Linked DNA regions of Mus musculus: regions 2, 3, 4, 5 and 6 are each linked to region 1. A link is a contact called in public promoter capture Hi-C and targeted proximity ligation data. All regions are on one chromosome and are shown on one strand. The core of a region is the stretch at or near the end of the contact, and the rest is flanking DNA. Distances in the headings are between cores, read along the strand shown.

Evidence for each region. Promoter capture Hi-C pulls out the DNA fragments that hold promoters and counts their contacts.
Region 2: a contact with region 1 is called in a targeted proximity ligation map of memory CD8 T cells, with 92 read pairs. A contact is called at or near these places in 3 of 39 promoter capture datasets (cranial neural crest, liver and pre-B cells), 2 of 484 Hi-C or Micro-C datasets (CD4 T cells and CD8 T cells), 2 of 130 datasets of targeted methods (memory CD8 T cells and microglia) and 1 of 9 other capture datasets (adipose tissue).
Region 3: a contact with region 1 is called in a promoter capture Hi-C map of liver, with 4 times the contacts expected there. A contact is called at or near these places in 4 of 39 promoter capture datasets (cranial neural crest, liver, neural stem cells and 1 more), 1 of 484 Hi-C or Micro-C datasets (CD8 T cells) and 3 of 130 datasets of targeted methods (bone marrow-derived macrophages, microglia and pancreatic cancer cells).
Region 4: a contact with region 1 is called in a promoter capture Hi-C map of liver, with 6 times the contacts expected there. A contact is called at or near these places in 3 of 39 promoter capture datasets (liver and pre-B cells) and 3 of 130 datasets of targeted methods (bone marrow-derived macrophages, embryonic stem cells and pancreatic cancer cells).
Region 5: a contact with region 1 is called in a targeted proximity ligation map of pancreatic cancer cells. A contact is called at or near these places in 1 of 39 promoter capture datasets (liver), 1 of 484 Hi-C or Micro-C datasets (neutrophils), 1 of 130 datasets of targeted methods (pancreatic cancer cells) and 3 of 9 other capture datasets (liver, macrophages and pancreatic islet).
Region 6: a targeted proximity ligation map of pancreatic cancer cells shows a contact between it and region 1. A contact is called at or near these places in 1 of 39 promoter capture datasets (second pharyngeal arch cranial neural crest) and 1 of 130 datasets of targeted methods (pancreatic cancer cells).

The regions. Positions count from the first base shown.
Region 1 is chr15:75,980,634-75,983,845 of GRCm38.p6, reverse strand. Ccdc166 (coiled-coil domain containing 166) reads left to right here and starts at 1,561. Exons shown (of 2, transcript NM_146059.2): 1 at 1,561-2,045; 2 at 2,159-3,212. The coding sequence starts at 1,617. The coding sequence ends at 3,079.
Region 2 is chr15:76,720,661-76,723,872 of GRCm38.p6, reverse strand. It overlaps Lrrc24 (leucine rich repeat containing 24), which reads left to right and starts at 1,700. Exons shown (of 6, transcript NM_198119.2): 1 at 1,700-1,747. It overlaps C030006K11Rik (RIKEN cDNA C030006K11 gene), which reads left to right and starts at 28. Exons shown (of 3, transcript NM_145472.2): 1 at 28-218; 2 at 654-702; 3 at 890-2,408. The coding sequence starts at 57. The coding sequence ends at 1,335.
Region 3 is chr15:76,699,876-76,703,087 of GRCm38.p6, reverse strand. It overlaps Mfsd3 (major facilitator superfamily domain containing 3), which reads right to left and starts at 1,546. Exons shown (of 5, transcript NM_027122.3): 1 at 738-1,546; 2 at 297-444; 3 at 85-209; 4 at 1-14. The coding sequence starts at 1,419.
Region 4 is chr15:76,624,435-76,627,646 of GRCm38.p6, reverse strand. Vps28 (vacuolar protein sorting 28) reads left to right here and starts at 1,563. Exons shown (of 10, transcript NM_025842.4): 1 at 1,563-1,658; 2 at 2,442-2,513; 3 at 3,027-3,055; 4 at 3,162-3,199. The coding sequence starts at 2,477. It overlaps Tonsl (tonsoku-like, DNA repair protein), which reads left to right. Exons shown (of 26, transcript NM_183091.3): 26 at 1,165-1,410. The coding sequence ends at 1,346.
Region 5 is chr15:76,606,113-76,609,324 of GRCm38.p6, reverse strand. It overlaps Cpsf1 (cleavage and polyadenylation specific factor 1), which reads left to right and starts at 1,734. Exons shown (of 37, transcript NM_053193.2): 1 at 1,734-1,990. The coding sequence starts at 1,847.
Region 6 is chr15:76,574,655-76,577,866 of GRCm38.p6, reverse strand. Adck5 (aarF domain containing kinase 5) reads right to left here and starts at 1,508. Exons shown (of 15, transcript NM_172960.3): 1 at 1,373-1,508. The coding sequence starts at 1,384.

The sequences.
Region 1 (3,212 bases), core at 312-2,811:
GTGGTTTATTTGCTGCCACTCTGCTGAGCCCGCACCCCCCACTGAATGGTTGTCACCTCCGGTATCCACTAGCAAACCGGCACACTGCTGATGTTTTCTGATCAAGATTGAATCCTGTAAAGACACTGTCCGTATAGAGCTCATAGCAAAAAGGGAGACATTAAATCCCCGATGGACCCCTTGTATCCTCTAGATGTCTGGCTTACGGGCAAAGAAAGCTAAGAAGGTAGAATGGATGGGCCTCGTGGAAAAGTGCACTGGCCAAAAAATAAAAATAAAAAGTGGGCAAAAGAGTCCATTTTTAACCTGAGGGGCACTTAGCACTCATTAATGGCCCACAGACAAGCAGGAAGCACTAGGTCCCTGGCTTCTCTAGCTTGCATCTGGCACCTTCCTACGTGGGCCCTTTTAAATTTATCACAGATCTACTAAGGGACTGAGCCCATGTAAATGGAAAGGGGGGGAGATTTTGAACCCCAGAAGGATGGGAAAGTTTCTATGCCAATCAGAGAAGTAGGGAAAATTTTACCTCCCTGAAGAACCTAGCCAATGAGGAATTCGGAGGGGGGGGGGGATATATAGGTGTGTGTGTGTGTATATATATATATATATATCACTGTTTTGAGCCAAACTTGCAGACTAGCTACTTTTGCCCTTTCAATAGGTTGCGCAGACTTAGCAAGGCTGTAAAATAAAGTTTCCCTTTGGTTTGGCTACCGAGTCTCCAGCGCTTGGATTATGAAATGAAGACCGTTGTTCATCGTGCATTTTATCTGAAAGGTAGTAGCATTCCATCAAGGCTTTAGATGCCAAGCGTCCCCTTAGAAATGCTGTGTGGAGCTGAGCGTGGTGGTGAATGCCTTTAATCCCAGCACTCCGGAGGCAAAGGCAGGCTGATGTCTGCGAGTTTGAAGCCAGTCTGGTCTACAAAGCGAGTCCAGGACAACCTGAGCTTTGTTACACAGGGAAACTCTGTCTCCACAAATAAACAAATGTTGTGGGGAGGCTTCATCCTGAGAGCATGAAGACTTCACAAGGAAAGGGGGAGAGCTCGCTCAAAGCTGGATAGAGGAGGGAGCGTCGGTGAGAGTCCCCTTATGCTGTGGGGCCTGAAGCGCAGCTAGTGGAGTGAAAGCAAGAGCACTAAGACCCGGGTGAGTGGAGGCTGGGCACTTGGAAGTTAGTTCAGTGTCTTGAAGCTGAAGTTCTGCCTGACCTGCGACACTGTAACTGAAGAATCATGCAAGGATATAAGAAACCTTAGGGAATGAATGATTGAGTCAAGCCGTTGCCAGAGCAACAGAATGGGATGAGGTCGAGGCACTGCAACCAAGTTCTGTCTCCATAGAGGTTGTTCAAGCTGGACATCAACATTCCTAGAGCTACGCACCAGGATGCGAAAGCTGTGGTCTGGAGGGAACGCTTATATACAGATTGGCCACGGTGCTCTCTGATCCTTAATCCTGCCTGCTCTGAACCTCATAATCAGAAGACACACCCTTGAACCTAGGGTGCAGTTCTCCAGAATTTTCGGGTTAAGAAGGGAGAGTAACTGAGCTGGGGGAGCGGGTGGAGCACAGCGCTCTCATGAGTCCAGTTGGCTTGGGCCTCAAGCCATGGCGCCCAAGAAGAAGCGCGGACAAAACGCGGGGCGCAAGCAGGAAACTACAGAGCAACCGCTCTCGGAGCGCGCGCAGTACCTACAGCGCGAGTACGCGTTGCTCTCAGAAAGCCTGGTGGCCTGTGAGCAGCGGATCGACGAGGTGCTGCAGGACAACGAGTTCCTGAACAGAGAGGCGCAGCGCCTGCGCGAAGAGAACCGGCTTTATGTCGGTTACGTGAGCGCGCACGCTCTGCGCTGCGCCAACGCCGTCGTGCGCGTCGAAGACCAGAACCGCATGGATCTGGCGCAGATCCGGTGGCAGCGAGCGGAGCTAGCGTCCTTCTACCACGGCCGTGAGGACGGGGTGCGCGCTCAGCTGCAGGAAATGAAGAAGCGCGCGGAAAACATGACGCAGCGGGTGCAGGAGCTCCAGCCCTACAAGGCCAGTGCGCGCGCCCCCCGAGGACCGGGCGGGCTCCAGAGGGATGGGCGCGCTCCCTACCGGTGCGCTGATCGGCGCCCCCTGCTCCCCAACCCTCACCCCACCCCATGTAGGAGCTGCAGCTGGAGCAGCTGGCGCGAATCCGGACCCTGGAGCGCGAGCTGCTGCACATGCGCGTGGAGCACACGCAGCTCCTCCACGGGGTGAAGCGACGCTTCCTAGATGAGAAGACGGCTTTCGAGCGGGAGGCGCGGCTGCAAGTGCAGTCCCTGACGCGCCGCTCCGAGCGGGAGGCCGCACGTTCCCTCATTTCCCACGCACAGGCCCTCAAGGCGGACAACGGGTATCTCCGACAAGAACTCATGAGACTTCTCCAGAGGACCCAGTTACTGCAGGACATGCGACAGCAGCTGCTAGAGCAGCGGGAGCAGCTGCGCCGGGAGCATGTGGACTTGAAGAACCTGGAGCAAATGCACGGCTGGTTGCAAAGGGGCCCCGGGGGGCCACCGCTCTGGCAGCCACCCCAAAGCCTCCAACCCAGCTTGCGCATCGGGTCAACCAGTCACGTTTTAAAAGCCCAGGCTACGCCCCAGTCAGTTCCAACCTCCCGGGGCCAATCCATGGATCTGTCACACCGACCCTCCAAGACTCCATCTATATTGTCCAGTGAGTCTCTTCCGGGCCTATCTCAGAAGGCTGGGTCAGTGATTGCTCTCCGGAGTCCATCACATCCAGGATCTCGAGTCTCATCTCTGACTCCATCACGCAAGGACTCGCGTGTCTCATCCGCGACCCCGTCACGCAAGGGCTCCAGGGTTCCATCCATGACCTCTGGTACCTTGCGGTCGCGCGAGGGCTCTCGGATCTCTCCACAGCCCTCCTTGCGTGAGGTCTCTCCAGAAATTGACACACCTGCAAAGTCCAGTTCCAAGCTTCCCACAGCCCTGTTGGAAGATCAGGCCCCTCTCAGCCCACAGTTGGAGGAGGCAGAAAACGCTGAAGACGACACAGAAACTGTCTTGGAGCAAGCCTGAACCCACACGAGGAGGCAGGCCAGTAGGGCATAGGGTGGAGGACAAACCTTGGAAGATTTCTTGGTGCATAGATATGTTAATAAAAGTGTTAAATAAGCTCTGTGACGCTCTGACACTTGCCTGGGTCGATGCC
Region 2 (3,212 bases), core at 451-2,950, 740 kb before region 1:
GGCGGAACCCAAAGCCCCAGGCACAACACTGTGTGATCCGCTTCCGGTGTGGAAGAATGTGGCCGCCTAGTGGGGCAGTGCGTAACTTGGCTCTAGTCTTGGCGAGGTCGCAGAGAGCTCGGACCTGCAGTGGGGTCGAGCGTGTCTCCTACACACAGGGTCAAAGCCCGGAGCCCAGAACCCGCGAGTATTTCTACTATGTGGATCACCAAGGCCAGGTGTGCCTGGCGTGTGACAGAGGGAGGAGACCTGAGGGGACTGCGGAATCCATCGGCACCGGGTGGGGAGTAGTTCTAGAGGCGAGACCTGGGATAGGTGCTACGCGTGGCTTTGAACCTTTCAAAGCCCAGGCTGGAAGAGTTAATTCCGGGGCCTTCCGCTTTCACCGCATCGTAATCCCGCGCACACTAGCCTGTCCTAGCAGCAGTCCCAGAGCCGAGTGCTTGCTCGCGATTGCTAGGGACAAGCGGCTGTCAAACCTGCTGTAGAAAAAGGGGTGAGGGCTGCAACCCTGGAAACCTGTCTGTAGATGTGGGGAGAGTCCGCAGGGCCCTTCCACATGCCCCCCTGAACACATTAGACAGAAAAGCAAGGACAGCGAACACCACCGGCTTTCTTGCCAGGACTTACTGTCCACTGTGTCCCTTCTGCAGCTTTTCCTAGATGACTCCAAAATGAAGAACTTTATCACCTGCTTCAAAGGTATTGCTTACTGCACTGCTCCCTCGTGTCTCTCTCTACCCTTCAGGGCCTCGGCTCCCCGACTCTGAGGGAAGGCACCATCCACGAGGGGGGGCCGCTGTCTCGTGCCAGTGCTGGTATTCCCAGGAAAAGGAGCGTGTCGGGGAAGCTGGGTCACCGAGCATGATCGTGCCTTTTGTTCCCACAGACCTGCAGTTCCTGGTCACTTTCTTCTCCCGTCTGAGACCCAACCACAGCGGGCGCTACGAGGCTTCCTTCCCCTTCCTCTCGCTTTGCGGCAGAGAGCGTAACTTCCTGCGCTGTGAAGACCGGCCAGTGGTCTTCACGCACCTCCTGGCTTCCGACAGCGAGTCACCTCGTCTCTCCTACTGTGGCGGTGGCGAGGCGCTGGCGATACCCTTCGAGCCGGCTCGCTTGCTACCCCTGGCGGCCAATGGGCGCCTGTACCACCCGGCCCCGGAGCGCGCAGGCGGTGTGGGTCTAGTGCGCTCGGCCCTGGCCTTCGAGCTCAGCGCTTGCTTCGAGTATGGGCCTAGCTCCCCTACGGTCCCCTCTCACGTACACTGGCAAGGTCGCCGCATCGCCCTAACTATGGATCTGGCCCCGCTGCTGCCCGCTGCCCCGCCGCCCTGAGACTCCAGCTGGGGCTGTGTGGGGAGGGTTAGAGCAAACTCTGGGTTTTGTAGTACTCGCAGGTTACCCCTCTGCTCCAACACTCTAGATTAACTTAGATGTCCGCTGTCACCTGCACGCTGGTGACTGAGAGCGCGTGCGCGCAGAGGTGAGCCCAGGGTGGTTGGCGCTGTCCAAGGTTCTGGTGCTGCCCTGCTATCCTCTGTCCCTACAGAGGTCCTCTCTCGGCCACCTCTAACCCTTACACCGGCTTTGCGTCCCACGGATTGGCCTGCGCTGGTCACGTCAGGCAGGGCGGCAGGCGCAAGGCGCGCGTGGGCCGGTGCGCGTGCGCGCCCACCCCAACCCCCCCCTCCGCTTCTCCAGTCTTGCAGCCGCAAGCACCGCGGGGAGTCGCTCGCCACTGGAGCAGGTGAGGGGGTGGGGGGAGATCCTGGCCCAAGGTCACCGGGCTTGGGGGCGGGATCGGGACCCTCTAGGTTCTGACTGCCTCACCGAGAAAAGGTCATAGGATCTGGCAGTGGGAAGGGGATGGAAACCACACCCTCAATGAGCAGGCTCGGACCCACTGGAACGGGAGGGGGCGGTTAGGGGAGGTAGTGCTGCTTAAAAGCGCCGGATCGCAGGGGCTGCCAGAGACCTCCGCTGGGCCCGACAGAGGACACAGGACTCCTCCCCACCCTCTTCCCGCCTAGATAGGCATCCAAGAGACCGACACCCCACTCCTGCTCAGGATTAGAGGTTCATGTCCTGATAAAAGGATCTCTGCTGGGCTCATCTAATAAGGGGCCCTTATTCCTGACATGGCTGTCTTGCTCTGGTGCACATCTGGGCCTCTGCATAAGCAGCAGCTCTGATCCCTAATGCACAGATCAAGGCTTTGCTACTGAAGGCTGAACAGCTGTGCAAGGCCTGGAGCCAGGGACCAACCAGTCATTCGTGTTCCAGGAAATAAAACCCAGAAACCTAGCAAGCGTCCCCACTTCTTGGGGCTCCACATGTCCTGAGATCTAGGAACTGCCTTTGCCTGCGCCAAAGCTATTCCATTAAAACTTTACTGCTGTGCTGCCTCATCTCTATTGACTTTAAATGATCATGTGACTTACAATTGGTGCAAAATTGAGACAAACACCAAGGCCACTTAGTACAATTCAACTTGACTCAGAGCAAAGAAGACCTGGTGAATCGGCGAGTATTAAAACACTAGACCATGCCAAATGAGGCTGGAGACTAGAGAACAGTGCACCCTTGGTCCTATCTTCCTTAAGGCTTCTCAGCTTCGGGCATCACCATTAAAACTGAGCTCATCGTGGCTAGAACTAGACCCCAGTCCTCCTGTCTCTAGGTACCCAGGGACATGCAGTAACCTGTAGAGTGCATTTCTTGACAGTTTCAGAGGTCACTGCTCCCACATTCTTAGAAAGCTAGGTACCCAGTTGCGGTGATAGGAGTGGAACTCAGTGTATTGTGTGCTTAAAGCCTGTGACTGGTGTGCGGGAGAGACTGAGGCCAATCCCCAGAGGGAGGAAAGAAGAAAGTTAGAAACCAGCGGATGACCTGAGGTTTTTCCCCACATCCCAGCCAGATGTGACACATACCTTCCTCTACTCCAAAGACACAGCCCCCGCTTCGAACCAGCTGTGGGGCCAAGGCATGATTTTCCTGTTGTTTGTCTTATCCCTCTGTTCTCTAAAATCACCCGGGAAAGCCAGGTGTGGTGGTGCAACCCTGTGATCTCGCCACTTGGAAGCATGATTAGAGGATCTCCAGTCCAAGTATAGCAAGACCCTGGCTCAAAACAATTAGAAGTAACAGTCAGGTATGGAGGCCCAGGTCTTTAATCTGTACTAAAGAGGCAGGGGCAGGTGGATCTCTGA
Region 3 (3,212 bases), core at 297-2,796, 720 kb before region 1:
TAGCAAAACTGCCCCTGGAAGAACAAAGAAAGGTCAGTGGGAGCCTGGGTTCCTGCCCCCTACCCCCCAATGTCCACCTCTTACCTCTCATGACTGTGCCAGGGTCCACGCTGGCCCCTGGGCTGTTGAGGTGGAAGAGCAGAGCAGTCTGGCAAGCCAAACTCCCAAGGCGGAGCTGCAGCACTGTCTTCAACAGCTTCAGTGGCTGCCTGGGGTGGGAATTGAGAGATGCTATGGTAAGATCACCTGGGACACCGGTGGAATTGAGGGTCAGGCTAGGGTTGGGGAGTGCTTACCAGTGCCTGGCCAGTAGAGCCCCACCCAAGGAGGAGCCAGCAATGGAGCAGGTCACAGCACCCAAGCCACTCCATAGCCCCAAGTCTGAGGCAGAAGCACCATGGTCCAGCAGGAGAAGTGGAAACAGGCTGCCAGCACCCTGCTCACCTACAGGAGACCGTAAGCAAGGATGGCCCCAGTCTTTCTTCCAGGAGCCTCAGTACTCCAACCAGTCAGGCCCCTGGTCCCCTTCATTTTCATGGGCCCCAGATGTTAGAAGAGAAAGGGCTGGGCATTGGCTGGAGCTGAGGGAAGTTAAGAGGTGAAACAAAACTGAGCTACAGAGCTCTGGGCTGGTATTCCAGCATAGGGCAGTCCCCTGAGTGGGTTTCAGGGCCCTAGGGACCAACATAGAGTTTGGGCTCTAAGCTCGATGGTAACTAACTGCAGGCCTCACTCACCCAGCTTGTAGGTGAGCACAAAGCCCGCTGTCCAGAGGGTCCCAGGCACAGCCAGCAAATCTTGTAGAAGATAGGAGCTGTGGGGTGTATGCTCTGAGGCCTGAGGCCATGGCAGCCTTCCCAAGGCTGGTGCAGCCCAGGCTAAGGCAGCAGCCAGCCAGTAGGTGGCAGCTAGGAGCAAAAAGAGCAGTGGCCAAGAGAGAGTGGGGAAGAGGACCAACAGTCCACCCCCAGCCAGTGCTGATCCCAGCTTGTAAGCGACCACCTGTACAGTGTTCCCAGGTCCCAACTCCTTTGGCTCTAGGAGTTGCACAGCGAGTGTGTCCAGAGCCACATCCTGCACCGCTGCACCCAGATTCAGCAGCAGTAGCAGCCCCATCACGGTGGTAGGTAGCCCTGTTTGGCCAGCTTGCGGAGGAGGCAACACAGCCAGCAGTCCACACACCAAGCCCAGGGACAGTGTGCTGAGTGTTAACCAGACCCGCGGGGTGCCCCGCCTGTCCACCAGCGGTGCCCACGCCAGCTTTAACAGCCATGGAGCATACAATCCCTTGGTTAGACCCACGCGCGTTAGGGAGAGGCCACGGGCCCGCAGTAAAATGGGAAGCAAACTGGACTGCAGTCCATAGGGCAGACCCTGCACAAGATAGAGGCCGGCCAGCGGCAGCAACTTCCCATGCATGGCCCGTTCGTGGTGGGATCGGACGGCTCAGGATGAACAGTCAGGGTCTGGTCCTCCTACATAGGGCCGGGGACAGTCAGGCTGTAATCCCGACACGCACACTGGGACCAGAAATCCCGGAAGTACCGAAGCTGGGAGAAAAATGCGGAGCGATAGACCGGTCCTATCGCATGGTGGGACCGCAGTCTTGCACAGCCCATAACTACCGGCATGCTTTGCGCAGGGGTCAGGGTGAGGGAGAGGCGGGGCAACCCGGGCTGGGGGTGGAGCCAACCCCCTACTAGTCCTCAATTGGCCTAAAACCCAAATGTTAAGCAGGTTACTGATACCTACACAGACCCAAATCATCTGCTCTGGCGCCCCTCGTGCCAAACCTGGACACGACAGCCTGCTGCTCACAATGCCAGCGGGTAGATGTGAGTGGCTAGGAAGGAAGCTGAGGTAACAGGCTGGTCTCAAAGGTATCTTCCTGTCTGCTGAATGGATACCAGATCCGTTCCAGAAGAAGCATTTTCACTTTAGCGGTTTTTTGTTTGTTTGTTTGTTTGTTTGTTTGGTTTTATGTGTGTGTGGATAGGTTTTCTTTATAGAACTTACTTTGTAGACCAGGCTGACCTCAAACTCAGTATCTTCCTGCCTCTGTCTCCCAAGTGCTGGGATTAAACGGGTGCGCCACCACTGGCGGGCTCACCACGCCCAGCTCCCGAAGCATTTCTAATACTTAGCTCACAGAGCCAATACTTTGCCCCACAATGCATTTAGCACTGCTCCCCATTCCTTGCTGAGACTGTGGCTTCAGAGCTGCCCCCAGGTCAGTGACCACAGAAGCAGGAGTTTTGTGGGGAAGGGCAGGACCTAGTCAGCTATTGCCCGTGATACCCACTTCCTTTTCAGTATTCAGTGAGGGTAGTTAGTCCAGACCACGTGATTCTGGCTCTGCAGGGAAGGCTCATGCCCAGTCTCTCCCCCTTCTCAGAGTTGTGCCCTCCCAAGTCCACAATGAGACTGTTAAATGAGGCCTTGGGTTAACTGACTCAATTATAGTAGATAACTGGGTGGAACTTCTTTTGTGTTTGGACACAGTGTCCAAGTCCTAGCACCCTGGCACTGCCTTGCTTCCACGGAGGGGCTATCCTGCCACTTCCAGATAGTCTCAGGATCTAAGTGTTCACATCTATAAAATGGGTTCTACTTTTGGGGCATGATTGTAAACCCCTATAATTTTGCTCTTCAGGCTGAGGCAAGAGAAGAATGAGTTTAGGTTGCCCTGGATACCTTAGCTGTTTAAAGGGGTGGCAGGCAGGATATAGTTCAGTGGTCCTGAGTCCAATCCCCAGTACCACAAAACTTAGGGGATGGAGGACGGCTTTGCCTACCGCAGAGGAACACTGCAGACCAAACAAGTTGAACCCCAGCAGTGTCTACTGTGCACAGGGGCTCATCCTGAGCCTCCCAGTCCAGGATGTATCTTTCCATTAGCACACATCTGCCCCAAGGGTTCCTAAATGTGCTTTGCAAAAGGACCTCCCCTGCTCTGCTCTGCCGGAGGTGGGCACCGCCCAAGCCCTTGCTGTCAGTCCTAACTTGGCTGTAAGAGCTGAATACCTCCCTACTGTGGTTGGCACACACGGCTGTGTCCCGGAGCAAGGTTACTGTTTCTGACACAGCCTCTGAGGTCTCTTTCCCCTGCATTCCCTCAGACCTCACCCCCTCCCAAAGTGGTTCTGTTGCGGCCCTAAAAGGCAGATGCTCTGCCGTCACACCTTTTACTGGCATGTTAGTTGATTTTATGT
Region 4 (3,212 bases), core at 314-2,813, 640 kb before region 1:
CTCCTGAGTGCTGGGGCTAAGGGTGTGCACCACTGCCCAGCTGTTCCTTTAGCTTTTGGTTGTGGGATATCCTTTCTTCTGTGCAGCCTTCTCTTTTGGCTAGGAACAGTTTATTCCTTCTCAGTGAGAATCATCTTACTTACTTACAGGGGGAACCCATGGGTTAGTTCACCATAAAAACTCAACAGTGACCAGAGAGAACATATATCCAAACTTTGTAAGAGAACATATATCAAAACTTCTTTGGGGGCCACTGACTGACTGGCCTGGCAAACATTTTCCAACTCCACCTTTATAGACAGACCTCTGAAACAATGCACATTGCTTCTTTAAAGTGACATTTTTCAGATACACATGCACACCCCCTCACAGCCTAGGCAGCTCCTCGGGTATTCTTAAAATGATCATGAAGATTTGAACCTCCTTTTGGAGTGGCAAATTGTTTGTTGTTTTTTGAGACAGGGTGTCTCTGTGTAGTCCTGGCTGTTCTGGAGCTCTGTAAAGTTTCCTCTCTACCTGGAGAGGACTGAGATTAAAGGCGGATGCCACCAGGGCAGGCATGATTTGGACCTTTTGTTTTTGCGGGGTTTTCTGGGTCAGGAGGGTAGCAAATCATTGTTACTTGCAGAAAACCTTATTTCCTCATTCCTGTCCACCAGTCAGTGATCCAAGTTCCGCTTAAGGGGTGCTTGCTCTCTCAACCTGCCCCCCTCCCTCCTTCCTTGCCTTATCTACTAATAAGCTAGCTTGTCCCGTTACACCAACGCACTCTCCACCTTATAAGTGTGCCTGATGGCCTGGCCTGCCACTGCCTTGCCCAGCTGAGATTTGAGGGTGGCAGCCTTTCCCCCTGGAGGATAAAAACTGAGCACAGGGGAGTCCCTGGGTTTTTCCTGTATCTCACCCCCTCTTCCCAACACAATGGTATTTCTGGCAGCTGTGCGCTTCATCCAGTTCCCTGACAACCTTGAGCCTACTGGGATCTCTGACTTGATCAAGGCCTGGCATTCACTAGCCTCCAGAGATCCGAGGGCCCACAGTATACAGATATATTGAGTCCTTTTTATGATGGGACAAGCCAAAATGTAGGCTCCGAGGTACAACATAAGCACTATGCCTCCTGTGGGTGTGTAAGTTAAACCTACCTCCTCCTCACCCCCACAGGCTGCTCTATTCAAGGGCCGCTGAACTCTGACCTCTGGGACAAGATCTTCGTGCAGTTGCAGGAGTTGCAACTGTGCACCAAAGACCTGAGCACCAAAGACCGAGACTCGGTGTGTCAGAGACTGCCAGAGGGTGCGTGCACAATGGACCAAAGTTCCAAGCTCTTCTTTAAATGCCTCTGATCCTAGTCCTGCCGTTTCCTCCAGAAGAAAAAGAAAAACCTTAATAAACTATGCTGCTATCTCATTTGTGTCAGCTCTCTGCGAAAAGGGTGGGCGATGTGAGCTGTAAAAGCCTTGACAGGCGGAGCTACTCCAGAGCGCAAGCTCAGGCAAAAAAAGCCGAGTGCCGATCAATGGATTTGGCTTGCTATGTGCGTAGGCTCAAGGTTAGAGGATGAGTGCCGAGCTGCCGATCGGGTTTCCCGGCAGGCGCAGGCGGAAAAAGCGAGCACCGAGCTTCTGTCGCCATCTCCGGGACTCCAAACGCCCCAGGTACACAGCGGCGGTGGCCGGGTCCCCTCTTCATAGGAACCCTTTGGTCTAGGTGTCCCGGTCCCGTCTCCTCTGGGGCTCAGCGGCCCTTGCCGCGCGGCCAGTGTCTCAGTAGGTGATGGGCGCTGTCAAGTGGCATTGCTGGTCCACAGTTCAGGTTCCCCTGTCTGTGAGGGTACCCACCTTTCTTCTGCGACTCCGCCGGCTATTCCTAGCTCCTGCGACCTCGGTAGCTCTCGCTGCTCCTCAAGCCACTCCATCTCAGTTTGACCATCTTCCTTGAACATTTGTTTTCACCCCATTTCAAATCCTGAGGCGTGTCTGGGCTGGCTTCCTTATTAGACAGGACCTATCCTGGGCCTTGCCTCCGCCACTTTGCCGCATCAACCAATAAGCTTGCCCTTATTCATTTCTCCAGTATCTCCCACAGATTAGGGTAAAACCTACCTCCACACTTTCCCTCACACACAGAAAGCCCCGGACACCTAGTCTCAGTTCATTTCCACTGAAAGATGTTGCAACAATGCCCTTCCCCTGTGCCCAAGATGCTGCCCCAGTTCTAACAGCTACTCTTCCCTACCCTAACCCAGCTAACAGGCAGGACTCCCATGGCACTCGATGTTCATCCTCAAAGCCTGACATGACATTCCCCCATGACAGTCCTTTAGCATCCTGTGCCGTTCCTGTAGAGAGCAGGAAAGCTGTTCACAACGCTCTGATCTCCAGAGCCCAGTTCTTAAGGTGTAAGGGGACCCTTGAGTTAGTGTTGGCTCTGCTTTCCAGGTCTCTTGTGCTGTATAGCTGCCTGGGCCTGCAGGATGTTCCACGGGATCCCAGCTACTCCTGGTGTTGGAGGTGAGTGTAGGCTAAACTGGGAGGAAGGGGAGGAGCCAAGGCTTTCCCTGTTGCAGGGGCTGTTGGGAAAGGACCACACTGCTACGTCCATCCCGTAGTCATTAGGCCCTGGGTAATGACTAGGGCCAGAATTATTTCTGGTGGGAATCTGAGGGCCCCTGCAATACCCTGCTGGGGAGCGAGAATATACTCCAATGTGGTCAGAACCTCTGGCATCCTGAGCAACTCTGGGTCTCCAACTGCATGTGTGAAGCATCTGACAGGCTTTTATTTGTACCAAGTTGTGGTTCTGTGTACAAACTACAGTCATGTTGGCGGGGGAAGAGAGCTAAACCTAGCAATCTGTATGTAGCCTCTTAGAGGCCATATTGGTAGGAGGTGAGGCTGGAGCCCCTATTCTGTGCTTCCCTTTGAGCTCTGTGATACATGGCATGGGAGACACCTTCTTGGGACGTAACTGAAGTGGGCCTGTCCTGGGGTCACCCTTGTCAGCTCCTCCTTGCTCTGTTGCAGCCCCTGGGAACAAGCCGGAGCTGTATGAGGTAGGTAGCAGATCCTCACCTGGCCACTGCAAACACCATGTGGCTGTCACTGGTTCTATAACCACGCCTGGAGATGCTGACTGACTCTTGCCTGCTTTTCCAACAGGAAGTAAAGCTCTACAAGAATGCTCGGGAGCGGGAGAAGTAAGTCTAAGCT
Region 5 (3,212 bases), core at 485-2,984, 630 kb before region 1:
GTCACAGATTTTTTTTTTTTAAGATTTATTTATTTATTTATTATATGTAAGTACACTGTAGCTGTCTTCAGACACTCCAGAAGAGGGAGTCAGATCTCGTTACAGATGGTTGTGGATGGTTGTGAGCTACCATGTGGTTGCTGGGATTTGAACTCCGGACCTTTGGAAGAGCAGTCAGATGCTCTTACCCACTGAGCCATCTCACCAGCCCGATGTCACAGATTTTAAGAGTATTGTTTTTCAAGATTTTTTTTTTTGAGACAGGATTTCTCTGTGTAGCCCAGAAAGATTTTTATTTTAAAAATTATGTAGGACTGGTGAGACATTACTCAGCAGTTAAGAGCACTGGCTGCTCTTCTGAAGATCGTGCATTCAAATCCCAGCGACCAGGTGGTGGCTCACAACCATCCGTAATGAGGTCTGACTCCATCTTCTGGTGCGTCTGAAGACAGCTACAGAGTACTTACATATAATAATAAGTAAATCTCTGGGGCTGGAGTAAGCAGAGGTTCTGGGTTCAATTCCCAGCAACCACATGATGGTTCACAACTATCTGTACAGCTATAGTGTATCATATACATAAAATAAATATTTAAAAAATTATGTATATATGTGCCAGCATGTCTGGGCAGCTTTCGTCCCAGGGCTTGGGAGGTAGACTCTGAATTCGAGGCTAGTTGGGTCTACAGAGTTTCAGGACAGCCAGGGCTATGTAGTTGAGACCTCATCTCAAAAATCAAGAAAAAGAAAAAAAAATAATTTCTTTTGCTTGCTTGTTTTTGTTTTTTGTTTTTGTTTTTGTTTTTTTTTAAGAAAAGTTTTCTCTGTATAACCATGGCTGTCCTGGAACTCACTTTGTAGACCAGGCTGGCCTCAAACTCAGAAATCTGCCTGCCTCTGCCTCTGCCTCCCAAGTGTTGGGATTAAAGGCTTACACCACCACTGCCCAGCCAACAAAATACTTTTTAAAAGAGATCTTTTTTTTTAAATTTTATTTTATTTTTATTAGGTATTTTCCTCGTTTACATTTTCAATGCTATCCCAAAAGTCCGCCATACCCACCCCCCCAATCCACTACCCACCCACTCTCCCGTTTTGGCCCTGGGGTTCCCCTGTACTGGGGCATATAAAGTTTGCAAGTCCAATGGGCCTCTCTTTGCAGTGATGGCCAACTAGGCCACCTTTTGATACATATGCAGCTAGAGTCAATTAAAAAGAGATCTTTAGTGTGATACAGGGGTGATCTACCACATCACCTCATCTACAGAGTGGGGTGGCGATATTGCATGTTTCTGTATCCTTTTCCAAGCCTATATACCCTTGTTTTATTTTCTGGGATTTAGCTAATGAGGCAAGTCTTGAAGGGTACAGAACAGAAGGAAGCAGAGGTCCAGCACCCTCCAGCTCTGTGACGAGGCTCATCAGTCCTTTTTTTTTTTCTTTCTTTCTTTCTTGTTTTTTTTTTTCGAGACGGGGTTTCTCTGTGTAGCCCTGGCTGTCCTGGAACTCACTCTGTAGACCAGGCTGGCCTTGAACTCAGAAATATGCCTGCCTCTCTCAAGTGCTGGGATAAAAGGCATGTGCCACCACGCTTGCTCGTCAGTTCTTATCAAGCTAGGCCACTAGGGGCCGCTCTTCGCTCGCAGCCACGGCGCGCAGGCGCAGATGCGAAGCGGCCCGGAACCCTGCTTCTCAACCACCTGGTCCTCTTAGAAGGCGGTCCGGGCAGGAAGCGCAGGCGCAGTACTTCGGAACCCGGTGGCTGGGTTGGCGCGCGCGGCCGGACCGAGTCCGCTGCCGTCCCTGTCCCCCGAGTCGGCGGCTCCGGCGTGACAGTGGCGGCGACATGTACGCGGTGTACAAGCAGGCGCACCCGCCCACCGGGCTGGAGTTTACCATGTACTGCAACTTCTTCAACAACAGTGAGCGCAACCTCGTGGTGGCCGGCACCTCGCAGCTCTATGTGTACCGCCTGAACCGCGACGCCGAGGTAGGCCGTGTCGAGGCAGTGCCGCAGTCATTCGGCAGGTTCCCCAGTGCAGGAGCTGAGGTTTGCCAAGGGTCTTTGGGCCCCAGAGCCAGTTCATCGCTGCCTCGTTGTTTGGCCTCATCCTACCCTGCCCGGACACCTCTGCCCGCGGTCTACTGCTTGTTCTTTGGAGATCGATTTTCAGGAGATTGTTGCACACCTTCCACGAGCTTAGCAGCAAAGACAAGCCAGTGAACCCTTGAGGGCGATGATTCTTTAGGAAGTCAATACTGCCACACACAGACGGCCACAGTGTCTCTCTAGGAGTAAGACCCAATGAAGGAGACTGGGTGTTTCTGTACAAAACAACCAGAGCTCTTTCTGAGATTGAGCAGATTTGTTGTGGAAGAACGTTTCTTCCTAAAGGAGCAAGGCTGGATGTTTCTCGGGGACAGACTATTGTCAGTAGATGTAGTAATGTGGAATGAATTCATCAGTACATTGATAACGGGGGTGTTTTGGTTGCTAGAGAGACAGCAAGCGGTTCAGGAAGCCCTCCCCCCCTCCCCCCAAAAAAAAGGCAATTTCCGTGGCTCTTTAATCCCAGTTCGATCCATTAATCCCAGGTGGAAGCAGACAGATTTCTGGGTGTTCCAGTTTAAACTATTTCCAAGCCATCTAGGGCTACATAGTGAACCTCTTGTCTAAAAACAAAGCAAAAAAGCCAAGAAGGCAGATGCTTTTTTTAAAAAATTAGACTTATTCATATTCATTTGTGTTTGCTTGTATATATGTATGTACACCATATGCATTCTTGGTGTCCATGGAGGTCAGCATTATGGATAGTTGTGCCATCAAGTGGGTCCTCTGTAAGAGCAACAAGTGCTTTTGATGGCTGTGCATTACTGCCAACATGCAGTTTACTGGGGTGGCAGAACTGGACAGGGAAATCTCACCTTCATAGAAGATGTGTTTTAAATAGACAAGGAAGTGTGGGGGAAGTATGTGGGAGTTAGGCAAAGGGGTTTCAAGGAAAGTTAAGTTTTTGTGGTAGAGGCTAAGGGAAGGAGGAAGGAAGGGAAAGAACGGGTAAGAAGTAACAGGGCAGGGCCTCCACAACACACTCTCCAAGCAGGAAGTTTTGGCAATGAAATAATCTTACCCAACTTATGTTGGAGAGAGGTCCAAGAAAGATGGTCAAGAAGTGGCTGTAGCCATTAGGCAAGATGGTGGCCTGGACCAG
Region 6 (3,212 bases), core at 259-2,758, 590 kb before region 1:
AAAAAAACATTCAACTAGACTTCTCTCCAGTGGTTTCATAAAGCAGCAAACACCTGCTCTAAGGAGAAGACACAGCTGGCAAAAGAGAGACATCCATACAAGCCAGCAGCCTGCACCATGAAGACTGCCAAGACTCAGGATAGAGCCCTAGAAAAGATGACTAGATTATGACCTTTGATAGACAGCCCAAGGCAGCTCAACAGGAAACTAAGCCACAGACCATCTCCCAAAGTTAGTAGGTAACAGCCTAGAGATTTGAGCTAGAGGAAGTGGACGTTGTTATTGGGAACCTGCAAGGACTCCACTGTACTGTGCAGTAATTCCTAATCAGAGGTTAAAACTCCCCTTTCTGGTAGGGTGGTGGTGGTACACAGCTTTAATCCCAGCACTAGGGTGGCAGAGGCAAGCAGATTTCTGTGAGTTCGAGGCCAGTATGCTCTACAGAGTGAGTTCCAGGACAGCCAGAGCTAAAACCAAATACCCCAACCTTGGAGGGGGGTAAGCAAGGAGCCAAAAACAAAAAAAACTAAGACAAACAAACAAAAAAACCCTTGCCTTTCTAGCCAGGCAGTGGTAGCATATGGCTTTGATCCCAGCAGAGGATCTCTGAGTTGGAGGCCAGCCAGCTCTACAGAGCTAGTTCCAGGCCAGCCAGGGCTGTCCAAAAACAAGAGAAACCCTATCTCAAACAAAACAAAACAAAACAAACTCCCAGGGCTGTCTAGAGGTGTAAGTGACAAGTAATACGGATATGTGGAAAAGTTTTTGCTACAGTAAAGTGCTGTCTGTGTAAAAGGCAACTTGTCTCTGAGCAACAGGACTCCCATCAGAAAGCACACACCCAGCAGGGCTGTACACTGCAAGCCAAACGTTAACCCACCTCCTGGCCTCTCATTATCTAAACCTACAAGGCCAGATGTACTAGAAAAACAACTTCGCAGAAGTTTAAAAACAACACAACTGAAGAAGGGCCATACTCCAAGGGCAGGGAATAGGCAAGGACACCCCCAGGGCCAGAACAAGGGGCTAAGGGAGTGAGGGCATGCTAACCCAGCGGGAATCATGGGGTTGTCTCCCTTCCAGAAGCTGATAGAGAGGACAGAGCAGCTTCCCGGGGAGACCCGAGGGATGCGCTGAGGACAGAGGCAGAAGGAAGAGGACCCTGGGGTGAGGTTAAATAATGCTGAGTCTTCCCAAAGGCTCTGGGGAAAAAAAGAGGAAGCGGGAATCAGAGTTCTCCAAAGCTTTGGGGTCGATGGGCAGGGCCCGGGCCTGGACTGGATCCAGAACCTCCGGGTACAGAGAGAGATCCCAACGCAGGGATGCGGAGCGCAGAGTCAGGGACCAGGGCGTGCGGGGGCGGGGTCCTCACCGGCCGCCACATGTCCCCGGCAGTGCTCTCTTCCCGGTTTCGCCGCAGACGTCCCTGGTGCCCAGACGACCCCGCGAAAGAGTAGGCAATGCGCTTGCGCACCGGCCCACACGCGCCACACAGACCTGGGTAGAGTGGAAGGGCCACGCCCCCAAAACGTGACGTGACCGCCTCGGCGTGCAGCGGCCCCTTGAGGTCGCCCGGGGCATAGCCTCATGGGAGACACCAAGTGATGAGTCTTTACCAAGTGTTTTCCTTTGTTTATTGTATGTGAATGTTATGGAGCAATTTTCAAGAGTCGGTTGGTGCTTGCTTTCCACCGTCTGTTTTATTTCTGTTGCCCTGTGCAAGCCAGGCTAAGTTTGCGGGCAATTTTCCTCTTCCCACTCCTATTTCACTCTAGAAGTGCTTTTTACATTGTTCCAGGAACTTGGCTTCCTAGGGTAGCCCTTTTACCCACTCAGCCATATTCCCAGACCCTTGAATTGGCTCTTTAATTTTGTCGGGCTCTCGTTCCTTTCTGAAAAGTGACAGTGTAACTCAAAGCTGACACTTGGTCATTTTCACAACTCTCAGTATTCGCTCGCACAGGCAGTTTGGCAACACCTGTTGAGACAGCCACCAAAGCTAGAGACACCCTCGCTTTCTTGCCAACTATGTCAGTTAGAGTCCAGGTTCTTTTTTGTTTGTTTGTTTGGTTGGTTGGTTGGTTTGTTTTGTTTTGTTTTGTTTTTTCTTTTCTTTTTTTTTCTAAGACAGGGTTTCTCTGTGAAGAGTCCTGGTTCTTTGTCCCCCTACTCTTCACTCTCTGTGATACCCAATCCTTCTGCAAATCCTCCTCTGGAGGGGTCCTTACTACCTGGTTCCTCAGAACTCCCCTGAAGTTCCTGCTTCCCTAGCCACGGGTGCTCTTCTCAGCAACTGTCCTAATGTTGACCATTGGGTTCTTTGAGGTCACCTGAGCCTCCCCCCACCCACCCACTGGAACTGGCAAGCTGCCTTCTGGTTGAACATGGCTCTAAGCAGGCTCTAAGATAATGTCATGTCCCCAATTGGCTTTGGAGTGCCTGGAAGGTGGCAGAGTGGCTGTATGAGGGGGTCACAAAAGTCTGTGAGCCAGACGATGTCAGGCAATGGCCTCCTTCCAGTTCATTCATTCTGGACGTCCTTGCAAGCCTAGGAAGTACGTGTAGCTGAGATGTCTGGGCGCAACTGGAAAGCAATGTGTCAGGGACAAAATGGATTCAGGGTGCACAGAGCCCAGGATGAAAAGGCAGAAATGGGTGTTCCGAGACTGGGCTACTTATAAAGCACAGGGGAGAGAGATTGTGGCAATTAGGTCCAGATATACAGTAGGGAACAGATCAAAGTCCTCAGCCCTGTGAGGTCACACCCGAACCAGGGAGACCTAGCTGGGAGCTACCAGGAACCTGTTGGAAAGTCAGGGCAACCAAGTAGCCCAGCAACTCCAGAATACTTATTTAGCCCAAACCTTTCCAAACATTATATCATACAGTCTTGGCCAGCAGCCTGTCCCTGAGCGTCTGCAGCAGTTGGAAGCCTGTGTATTTTTGGGTGACATATGTCAGGATATATACATAAAGTAACTCAAAAATACAGAGGCTCAGAGACCAGGAAGTCTCAAACCTCACAGTGCAAGTGATAGGACTAGCCATGAAACTAAAAGCCAGACTTGGAGTTTGTGTGGTGGAGAATTAGTGAAGAGACCCCAAGGTAGAGACTTCCAGAGTGGGCAGAGGGTGTTTGCAGATAAAGTTTGCACTGTGGAGAGAGGTCAGGATTTCCTAAGCTCCAGTTGGCACAGCAGGGAGAAAGGGGT